Regions from separate parts of the Zea mays genome. Here region 1 is linked to region 2. A link is a contact called in public Hi-C data. All regions are on one chromosome and are shown on one strand. Each heading gives the region's core, a stretch centred on a gene start, on an enhancer-like site or on the middle of the called end of the contact. The rest is flanking DNA. Distances are from core to core; before and after follow the strand shown. Region 1 has its middle 85 kb from the start of LOC103641140. Region 2 holds the start of LOC541983 (polyamine oxidase 1).

Region 1 (5,296 bases), core at 1,572-4,071, 140 kb before region 2:
AACGCTCGCTAGAGACAGGCATCCACAACGAGCCGTTGCACGACGAAGACGACGTGATACCCTCTGTAATTGAAATATGAGTTACAGACATATGTTAGAACATACAAATAAACAAGTTTTCTTTTAAACATTGATACTCACTGATAGTAACGAAAGTGTAGTACTATCTGAAGTTCTCTGTGAGATACGCTCAAGTTCAACAACAGATACGAGCATAGAGTTTTCCTATTCACAAGTTAGAACATTAGGATCACAAAAAGTCTAATCAAACGAAATAACGATGGATATGAACAACGTGTCAAAGACACTTACTAGGATGATCCTGAACTGGATCCTGGGTCAATGAGATCTCTTGGGGGGTACCACCAGATTAGAAGCCCCACAAACGCCAGGAAGAGGACGAGAAATCCCATACTCGTGCGGCCCCGATTGAGCATCGGGCACAACAACCACTTCTTCCGAAAGCTCTACCAAAGGAGCTTCAATATGAGATGCATTTGGCATTTGTGGAGACAACCCGACTGGAGCATCACGATGACTAACAGATAACTTTTGAACAACCACATCCAAATATGGTGGAAGCATCGTCTTCACAATTCTTACATATCTCACCCAATCATCTTCTGAGGCAATGGAGATCAACCGTCGGACAACTGTTCCATATGTAATATGGGACAACAAACTCTGAATTGATATTCTAGGGTCGTTTATGTTGCAACTAATCTCCTCACAAGCTCGAGCGAAAATCTTGTCAAAAGATGGTCTTTCATCGAACAACATGGTCACGATCTTCATACCATCAAAACTAACATTCCCATAAGCATCTATCCCCACGCTTCCTCCATGGTATAGTGTCACTAGGGTGTCCATCTATTGCAAAAATGGATTACTAACTCAATAATGGCTAGGTACTTAAGCCTAAAAACTTACTAAGTAATAAATAAATAGTAACTACTTATTAACTAATAACTATATAGTAAATATTAAATGACCACATCAAACGAAATTACATAATCTATGAATAATGTACAAAAACAATGTATACCTGAGATCGCGTACGAGTCCAGCTAACGGTGGAGAAGGTCAAGTCGGAAGAACACCTATGTGCAAAAAATACTATTGTCAATAAAAAATTTGACAGCACCTCCCCTGTAAAGTGATGTTTCTAAAACCTGCAAATAAACGACAACACGATGGTTGCCAACACAGAAAACTGTACAATATCTACATAATAAACAATATGCTGAACATGTAATATCAATGCGCTAAACAAAATGCTACAAGTATATGCTAAACCCTTTATAATCACTCAATTTCCTCCATTAACAATATGCTACCAAATTACTAACTATATAATCACTAACAATATGCTAAACACTAACAATATGCTAAACAAGTGAATAGCTAACTATTTACTAAACACTAACAATATACTAACAATATGCTAAACAAGTGAATAGCTAACTATTTACTAAACACTAACAATATACTAACAATATGCTAAACAAGTGAATAACTAACTATTTACTAAACACTAACAATAGCTAACAATATGCTAAACACTAACAATTTACTAACTAAGTAAATAACAACAATGAAAACAATTACCTACTGGCGCGTGGAGGAAGCTTCTGGCGCACGGTGGTGGCGCGCGGCGGCGGGGCGGCTAGCGGCGACGGCGGCGACGCTCTATTGTAAAGAAACACGGCGAAGGAACAGAGAAGAGAACGCGAAAAAGAAACGGACCGCGCGGTTAAATCATAGCTCGGCGCCAAGATCTGTGGCGCTGAGCTAGGTGCCACGCGGGCTACCACGTCAGCCCTGGCCGCCATGGCCACGCCAGCGCTCGGCGCCATAGCCTATGGCGCCGAGCTGTGTTACCTCGGCGCCATAGGCTATGGCGCCGAGCTAAGGGTTAAAAATTGAGATTAAAACTTTTTTAGATCTAAACGTGATTTTATTCCTGATAAAGGGCTAAAATGCAAAAAATTCGGAATAACTACATAGGACAGCAAGGTTATTTTTTCGGGTAACAACCTTGAATTAGTAATGATTGTGTTAATAGTGTCAGTCAGTAATACTTATGAATAGTTAGTAATTCTATCATATGTCAGCGTTAGTATGTGTTCGAGAGGTACAACAATGATTACCTTTATGAACATAAAAATGGTAGTCAGTAACAACTGTATAGGTCTAATAATAATATCAGTATTTTTGTTCGCACCATAATAACTGCATAGGACAACAAGGTATTTTTCGTAATAACCACGAATCAGTAATAATTGTGTTAATAGTACCAGTAACATGTATAGTAACCAGTAATACTTATGAATAGTCAGTAATTCTATCATATGTTAGTGTGCTAGTATGTGTTCGGGGAAGGTACATCAATAATTACCGTGATCAGCAAAAAACATGTTACTTAGTAACAACTGCATAGGTCTAGTAGTAATATCAGTTTTTTTTGTTCGCACCATAATAACTGCATAGGACAACAAGGTATTTTTTCGGTAATAATCATGTATCAGTAATAATTGTGTTAATAGTATCAGTAATATATATAGTAATCAGTAATACCTTTGAATAGTCAGTAATATATATATTACTACAAAACACTTTTTTATGAGATGTTTTTATCTTTTATTGTTGCACACAATGTCTATATCATCGGAGCACACGAATCCAGACACTCCACGCAACGACGAAAACAATCCCGTGGCTGATGTACCAGTGGGACCAACAGGGGTGGGAAAATCCCTGCATCAGCTGTTTCAAGCAGAGATGACTCAAATGTTGTGTTCCCACCACTGCCGGTTCGGAGGTCCACAACATGTGAATCATCGAAAGGTCAAAATTCGACGAAGCGACGAGCAGTTGAGAAGGAGGTAAAGGTTGCTCGCAGAAAACACGAGGTAAACATGTTCCCTTTTTTGTATGTTTCAGGTGTATCAATACATACATTGTTTTTATATATATATATATTATTTTATCATGTGGCTGGGAGAAGGATATGCATGGATGCAACATTACAATGAGACGTTCTCCGGCTGATGTGAACAATGCATCACTTATGATGTCAGATAGGTTGAAACAAAGGATAACAAATTTAGGTTTTGACAGTTTACTGAAAAAGAATATTGAGAGAAGACAGGCATTTGGGGGCTTTTTTGTTGTCTAGTGTTTACGATGACCCTCTCCGCATTGAATTTGGTAGCCGCTCTCTACCAATAGCAAGAGCTGGACTATCAATCGATGAGCACAACAAGATACAGTTTTATGTTAGTAAATTTATTTAAATCGTTTTTTTTTGTAAAATTTTGTCACAAGTTCAGTAATTTTTTAATATCCCATTCATAAATGACTCTACAAGGAAAATGGCATGGTTAAGATATTCAGAGATGATCGCACAAAGGGCATGCCTACACATAAGAAGCTTAATTCAAATAAGGTCTCTCGCTTGGTTGTCGAAAGAATGACCAACGCTAACAGAACACACAATATGATGATTGGATTATTTACTGTTTTTTTGTTCTTGCAAGCAATTCTCTTCTGTTTCCATCGGCTAGCATGAATATATCTGGGAGTGATTACGCCTCTATCGAAGATTTGGAGACAGCAAATGGATATGACTGGTGTCAGGGCATTTGTGATTATCTGAAGGTAAAGGCAGTCAAATTGAGGACAAAACGTTCCAAAAAATTGCCCAAACCCACAATACAAGGACACATACTTTTTTTTTATGGTAAGAAGTTTGCATTTGTAGTTATACATTTTTTATATTCCAAACGTTATTTTTGATAAAAGGGCATACCCAGTGCCGTAGGCTTCCCGCACTGTGCAGGGTCTGGGGAAGGGTATCTTTAAGCGCCAAGCCTTACCCGCGTAATATGTAGAGGCTGGGGCTCGAACATGTTTTTTTAAAACAGTAAGAAGTTCTTTTACATTTCTTTTCTATATAGGTGTATTATCTAGACAATCTGGATTGTGAATTTGTGTTGCCCAGTGGAACACCTCGGTGGAGCGTGTTTACCAGAAGTTTAATAAAAAGGATCGGTGACGTCGACAAAAAGTCACACAACGGAGGCAAAATGACAAACGACAACTTTCCTGTAAGTAAATCACACACCTGGCAGTAATATGTAGCGCGTATAGACATTGATCCATAAGTATTTTATGCTATTCATATTCTATAGTGCACTCAGTAATTATGATGCAAAAAAAAGGTCATCAGTAATATACAAACATAAACTTATGTAACATAAACAATGTATTATTGTTCGGTAATTATATCATCATTCAGCAATATTTACAGTAAAAAGGTAATTTGTGCTTATTAGTGTTCAGTAATTTTTTAAAATACAAACACTGTTTATTATACTAATTTATTATTATATCAGTAATAAATTATTAACGTTCAAACATTCAGTAATTTTCTCAGAATTTCAGCAATTTTACAGTGACAATACACAGTAATTCATAATCTTACTCAGTAAATATATACAACGATATTTTTACATAGTTTTGGGATCCTAGGGACACAGTATATTCAGACAATAGTAGCAACAGAAGATGTAGCAGTAGACACGGTAGCATACCAACAACGACCGCTGGATACAATAGGAGAACAGCCTGTACATACAACAACAGGAGATATAGCTGAAACATCACAGCCACCAGTAGGAGACGAGGCTGCACCAGGAGATCAACTAATGACAGTAGAACAAGCTGCCTCAGTTGAACAAGTGGCATAGCAGACTGGAGATTCAGCTCAAACACCACAGCCTACAGTAGTAGAAGAAGCTGCACCAGCTGATCAACTAGAGACTACAGAAGAATCAGCATCAGATGAAGAAGCGTTAGAACAAGTTGCATCAGTTGAGTCACAAGAAGACACAAGTATAGGTTCAGTTGAGCATGTAGTACAAGAGGAGAACCAACAGCCGTCACAAGGGTACGGGACACAAGTCACCAACCCTGGTATACACACCAAGGCAAAGCGTTGTTCAAGAAGATGTAACTATCGACGACTATGACACAACTGATGTAAGATCTTAGTCCCATATAAAACGGATGAGTTGTGTTTGTTTATTTTGACGTGTTTGCTTTTAATACACATAAAAACATCGGCACCGAGATTGTATCTGTTTTTCCCGAAAGTCAGTTTAACCTAGAAGAATGGAATGCAAAAGGAGCGGTCGTCAAAGGACAGGAAGAAGATGAGACAGCGAAATTAAGCAAACGAGTAGTTATTAGTAACAAGTTGTTTTTTGTTTTTCCATATGGTAGTCAGTAACAA
Region 2 (5,219 bases), core at 1,256-3,755:
AGAGCCAGCCTGGCGCACCGGACACTGTCCGGTGCACCACCGGACAGTCCGGTGCTCCCAGACTGAACTGTCTTTGGCTAAACAAAGCCAACTCTTTTCCAAATTGATTTCTCCTGTTTCCAGTACTTAGACACAGTACATTAGTCCTTAAAACAAAGTACTAAGTCTTATAAACATACCTTTATGTTGATTTTCACTTTGTCCATCATTTGGCAAGGATTAACACATGACCACTTGTGTTGGCACTCAATCACCAAAATACTTAGAAATGGCCCAAGGGCACATTTCCCTTTCAAACTCAACTCTAGAGAAAACTCTTGTGGACCTCTTGCATGAGCACAAAACAGCTGATTATAGGGGTCAAAATGGATGGACAACAGAAGCATGGAACAAAATTGTCAAGGAATTTCATCAGAGGGAACAGTATGTCTATTTCACAAAGACACAAATACAAGATAAGGAAAGAGAGCTGAAAAGGGACTATAGGTTGCTAAAGGATGCAAAGAATCAAAGTGGAGCCCATTTTGATGAGAAGATAGGGAGGATTACGGCTGACCCAGCTTTATGGAAAAATATACTGACTTCTCATCCTAAGGCTAAAAAGTTCTGCAACAAGTCTTTTCCTCTATATGAGGCCTTGGGGGAGCTTTATGATGGTTAGTCTCATTACAATGTGCATGCTTTTCCAATATGTTATGTTGTCTACCCTTTTTTTAGTAAAACTTCATTGTGTAGGGCAAACATCTGAAGGGACCTACAACTACACCTCCACCCAACTTCCAGATCTTACTCAAGTAGGAAATGGAGATGAATTTCTCAACATAGAACATGAACAAGATGAATTGGAAGAAATCTTGCCTGCACAAGAAGAAGATGATGTCCATGTAGTTAAGGCGGGAGATGCAACCGGTGAAAGGCATGATTCGATGCCACAGAGAAGGACTACTGCTGCAAGAGGGAACAATGAGGAAACGAGGACAAAGAGGCATAAAAAGGGCGATAACCTAGAAGGAATAATGGGAAGATACATTAACATGAGAATGAAGCAAGCTGAGGAAGAAGCCACACATCTAGCAAAAGAGAGGGAGGAAAAGGAAGTGAGTCAAGCTGCAGACTTCTCAATCAAGAAGTGCCTACAATGCCTTCAAAGACCTTGAAGTTACAATGGAAGTTACAAAGGAGGAAAAAGCAAAAGCCTACAATGCCTTCAAAGACCTTGACAATAGGCAAATTTTCTTGAGTGCCTGCGATGATGATGCTGAGTCTGCACTGATTTGGTTGAGAAACGAGATGGCTTAGCTGGTATGCTCTCTTCCTTCCCCTCTTCTCTCATTCTATGCCAGGGCATGTCGAAATCAAAGTAATTGAGCATATATGTCTCATTCTTTATGCCATGACATGTTGAATCAAAGTAATTGAACATATCTGCCTCATGACTTAATTTATTATTTCCCATACTACTTCTTGCTGGGAGTCCAGGGTTAGGCTAGAAGTCGATCCTGTCTGTATATGCTGACGATGACATTATACAACCTTACATTTATTATCTGAAAGAGGAGTTCACTACGAGGGAATTGTTTCTAAAACGATTCTGTTTGACTCGGTTATGATCTTGATTTCCTTGTGCAGAAATTACAACAAGAACTGCAGAGAAATCCAGAATCGCTTCCTTTTGATGAGATTTGTATTTTGGATCCCATGAGCTAGCTACTAGCTGCATCTCTCTTCACTTATTGTTTCCGATGGTCAATGGAGTTTATGTTACACTTACACATATTTATTTTAATGGCAGATACTCTACTGTAACATTGGAAATCCCCATTCCATTGGCCAACAGCCAGTTACCTATTTCAGAACTAGATCATTGGATAACTGCATTTTGTTCATGCTTTAAACTGCTTTAAACTGAAATACGTTACAGCTAGAACTAGATCAGCTGTACATGCTTCTGTTGTTCATGCTTCTGCATTGAACTACATTTTGTTGAATGTGGACTGCATTTTGCAAAAAACATGAACTTTACTATACTAGAGTGAAGCGAACATGGACTACATTTTGCAAAAAAAATATGGACTTCACTGTACTAGTGGCTAAGCGAATATGGACTGCATTTAAAAAAAACATGAACGAACAATTCACAGCTAATACATTTGTATCCATGTGGTATAAGTGAATAGTGAAAAATAAGCCACGTATTAAATCCCAGCCGTAACGAAAACACATATAGTTTATGTGACATGACATGGATTCACTCAATCCTGCTGTGTATTAGATCTTAATGTGTATTAAATACTAGCAAGCCGAACAAGGTCTTAGTAGTGTTGGTTCCCTTGTGCGTTTAATTTTTTTTTTTTTGATGTGATTAGTCCTTGGTGAGCTGGTCCGGATGGACCTTTTGGTAAGTGAGGGACCATGCATCCCATCACAATGGGTTATGATGATTAGCCTTTAGATGTGTGTATATATATGAGGGGTGAGAGGGGGGAGGGGCCTGGGGAGCAACACAAGCACTCCACACTGCTGTGCAGAACGAGAGCGTAACCATCAGTACTCAATAGTTAGAGCGACCAATAGATGAGTTCCTCCCCGTCCTTTGGTCTCCTGGCCTTAGCAGCAGTACTCCTAGCACTGAACTTAGCACAACATGGCTCCCTCGCCGCAACCGTCGGCCCCAGGGTCATCGTCGTCGGCGCCGGCATGTCTGGTAATAACAAGGCACCCATATACGTCGTTCGTCTATGCGACTATGCCTTGGTGTTACGCATCATATACATATATATCTGCGCTGTGTTATATGCAACACATGGATCTCTTCTTCCAGGGATCTCGGCGGCGAAGAGGCTGTCGGAGGCCGGGATAACCGACCTGCTGATTCTGGAAGCGACGGACCACATCGGCGGGCGGATGCACAAGACGAACTTCGCCGGCATCAACGTCGAGTTAGGCGCCAACTGGGTGGAGGGCGTGAACGGCGGCAAGATGAACCCCATCTGGCCCATCGTCAACTCCACCCTCAAGCTCCGCAACTTCCGCTCCGACTTCGACTACCTCGCTCAGAACGTCTACAAGGAGGAGTACGTAGGTCGATCGACTAGCTATAGGCAGCTGATGAGCTCCGTTATTAGCTACTCCATATATCCCTTTCTTACTAGCTACAGTTTATTTTGATTTGTACAAGTCAAAATTTCCGAACTCTCGCTAACCATTTTTTAGAATGAAAATATACGTAAATTCCAACAGATGCTCAGTCGAAACACATATTTCATGCTTAGTTTAGAAAAAAAACTAATTAAGGTCTTGTTTGGTTTAGGGTGACTAAAGGTTAGTGACTAAAGTTTAGTCACTTTTAGTCCCTAAAAAAGTAAACATGGTGACTAAAGTGGAGTGACTAAATTCTAGAGCTTGTTTGGGATAAAGGGCAATGAAGGGGATTGAGGGGGCTATAATCCCTCACTATTCAAAATTGATTAGCGAGAGATCCTAACTCCCTCAATCCACTTCATTACCTTTAATCCCAAACAAGCGCTTAGGTCTTTAGACACCAAGGGGGTGACTAAAAGGGACTAAAGTAGTATTTTTATCTTATTTGTCCTCTCCATTTTTACGGCAATTAAAGCTCTTTAGTCCGGTTTAGTTACTGAAACCAAACGAAATACTTTACTAAAGTTTAGTCTAGTGACTAAAGGAACCAAACATGACCTAAATTGATCTACCAAATATTAGTTATAGCGTGTATTTCTCTATAAATAAGGCCCCGTTTGGTTTGAGGGACTAAAGATTAGTCCCTCCATTTTAGTCTCATTTAGTTCCTAAATTGCCAAACGGTAGGACTAAAACAGAGACTAAACTGATTTAGTCCCTAGTCCCTCAAGATGTGGCTAAAATAGACTAAACCATATTAATTCCACAATTGCCTCTCATTTAATTCAATTGTACTAATAGCAGGAGAATATTAAAGATCATTTTAGTCTTCTTATAAATCATTTAGTATATTTTTACTAATTTTAGTCCCTAGAACCAAACATGTTATGGACTAAACTTTAGTCCCCTAACTAAACTTTAGTCTCTAGACTAAATAAACCAAACATGGCCTAAAACAGATAAAAGGTCAAAAATTTTAGAACGAATCGAAGGATTAAGCGAGTAATACGAAAGTCAACTCAACTATTATAATATAGTAGTACTACAATTATTAGCTCGCTTCCCTTTTATAAAGAGGACGCACACGCATACATTAATAATAAAATTTGGATCCATAATTTGGGGGCGAAAATAACTATTATGATACAGATTTGATATAGTAAGAGCACTGCACCTTGGGTTGGTAAAGATGGCAATCACATGTTCGAGTGTCATATTTTACCTGTGGTTGACACATAGGGCCCGAAACTTTTGTGTTTTTTTCTTTCTATTTTAATTTCTACCTCTAGTTAGATGTTTTGGTGCAAGCTTCTTTAAAACTTATTAGGGTAATTTTTGCTGACTATGTTGTCGTCGACACAATATGTACTGATAAATTTAAGAATACATATTTAATACGCAGAGATAGATTTCATGGCGTTGGTGGGACGACAGAGCGTAGATATTAGTTTATTAGGAGATCGAGCTTTTGACTAGTCGAAAAAGTGACATGCGTATGTATTAACTGCAGCGGTGGCGTCTACGATGAAGATTACGTCCAGAAGAGAATTGAACTGGCGGACAGCGTGGAAGAGATGGGGGAGAAGCTCTCTGCCACTTTGCACGCCAGTGGCAGAGACGACATGTCTATCCTTGCCATGCAGCGCCTCAACGAACAGTACGTGTGTCCTATATATACCTGCAGCTCCTCAACACATACATACATACATACATACAACAACAGCTGAATGCAATGCAATGCAATGGGCATGTGCATGCAGCCAGCCGAACGGGCCGGCGACGCCGGTGGACATGGTGGTGGACTACTACAAGTTCGACTACGAGTTCGCGGAGCCGCCGCGCGTGACCAGCCTGCAGAACACCGTGCCTCTCGCGACCTTCAGCGACTTCGGCGACGACGTCTACTTCGTCGCCGACCAGCGGGGCTACGAGGCCGTCGTCTACTACCTCGCCGGCCAGTACCTCAAGACCGACGATAAGTCTGGAAAGATCGTCGACCCGCGCCTGCAGCTCAACAAGGTATATATATACTACATGCATGCATGCATGCATGGGCATTGATTAAGCTTAGCTAGATT

The links. A called contact is a pair of places that touch in the nucleus more often than the background predicts.
Region 1: a Hi-C map of leaf shows a contact between it and region 2, with 4 times the contacts expected there. The contact joins the enhancer-like site here to the promoter of LOC541983 in region 2. A contact is called at or near these places in 5 of 25 Hi-C or Micro-C datasets (bundle sheath, ear, leaf and 1 more) and 1 of 3 datasets of contacts at active chromatin or transcription factors (leaf).

What each region holds. Positions count from the first base shown.
Region 1 is chr10:63,520,381-63,525,676 of Zm-B73-REFERENCE-NAM-5.0, reverse strand. No RefSeq gene overlaps it. Among protein-coding and RNA genes, the nearest start is that of LOC103641140, 85 kb to the left of the region's middle. Within about 2 kb of position 2,821, at least 9 of the 20 cell types and tissues checked have an H3K27ac peak or open chromatin away from gene starts, as enhancers often do. A contact at or near this core is called in bundle sheath, leaf and tassel, where this site is marked.
Region 2 is chr10:63,382,310-63,387,528 of Zm-B73-REFERENCE-NAM-5.0, reverse strand. It overlaps LOC541983 (polyamine oxidase 1), which reads left to right and starts at 2,505. Exons shown (of 8, transcript NM_001111636.2): 1 at 2,505-2,704; 2 at 2,822-3,074; 3 at 4,652-4,798; 4 at 4,902-5,160. The coding sequence starts at 2,575. It also overlaps the pseudogene LOC109943074.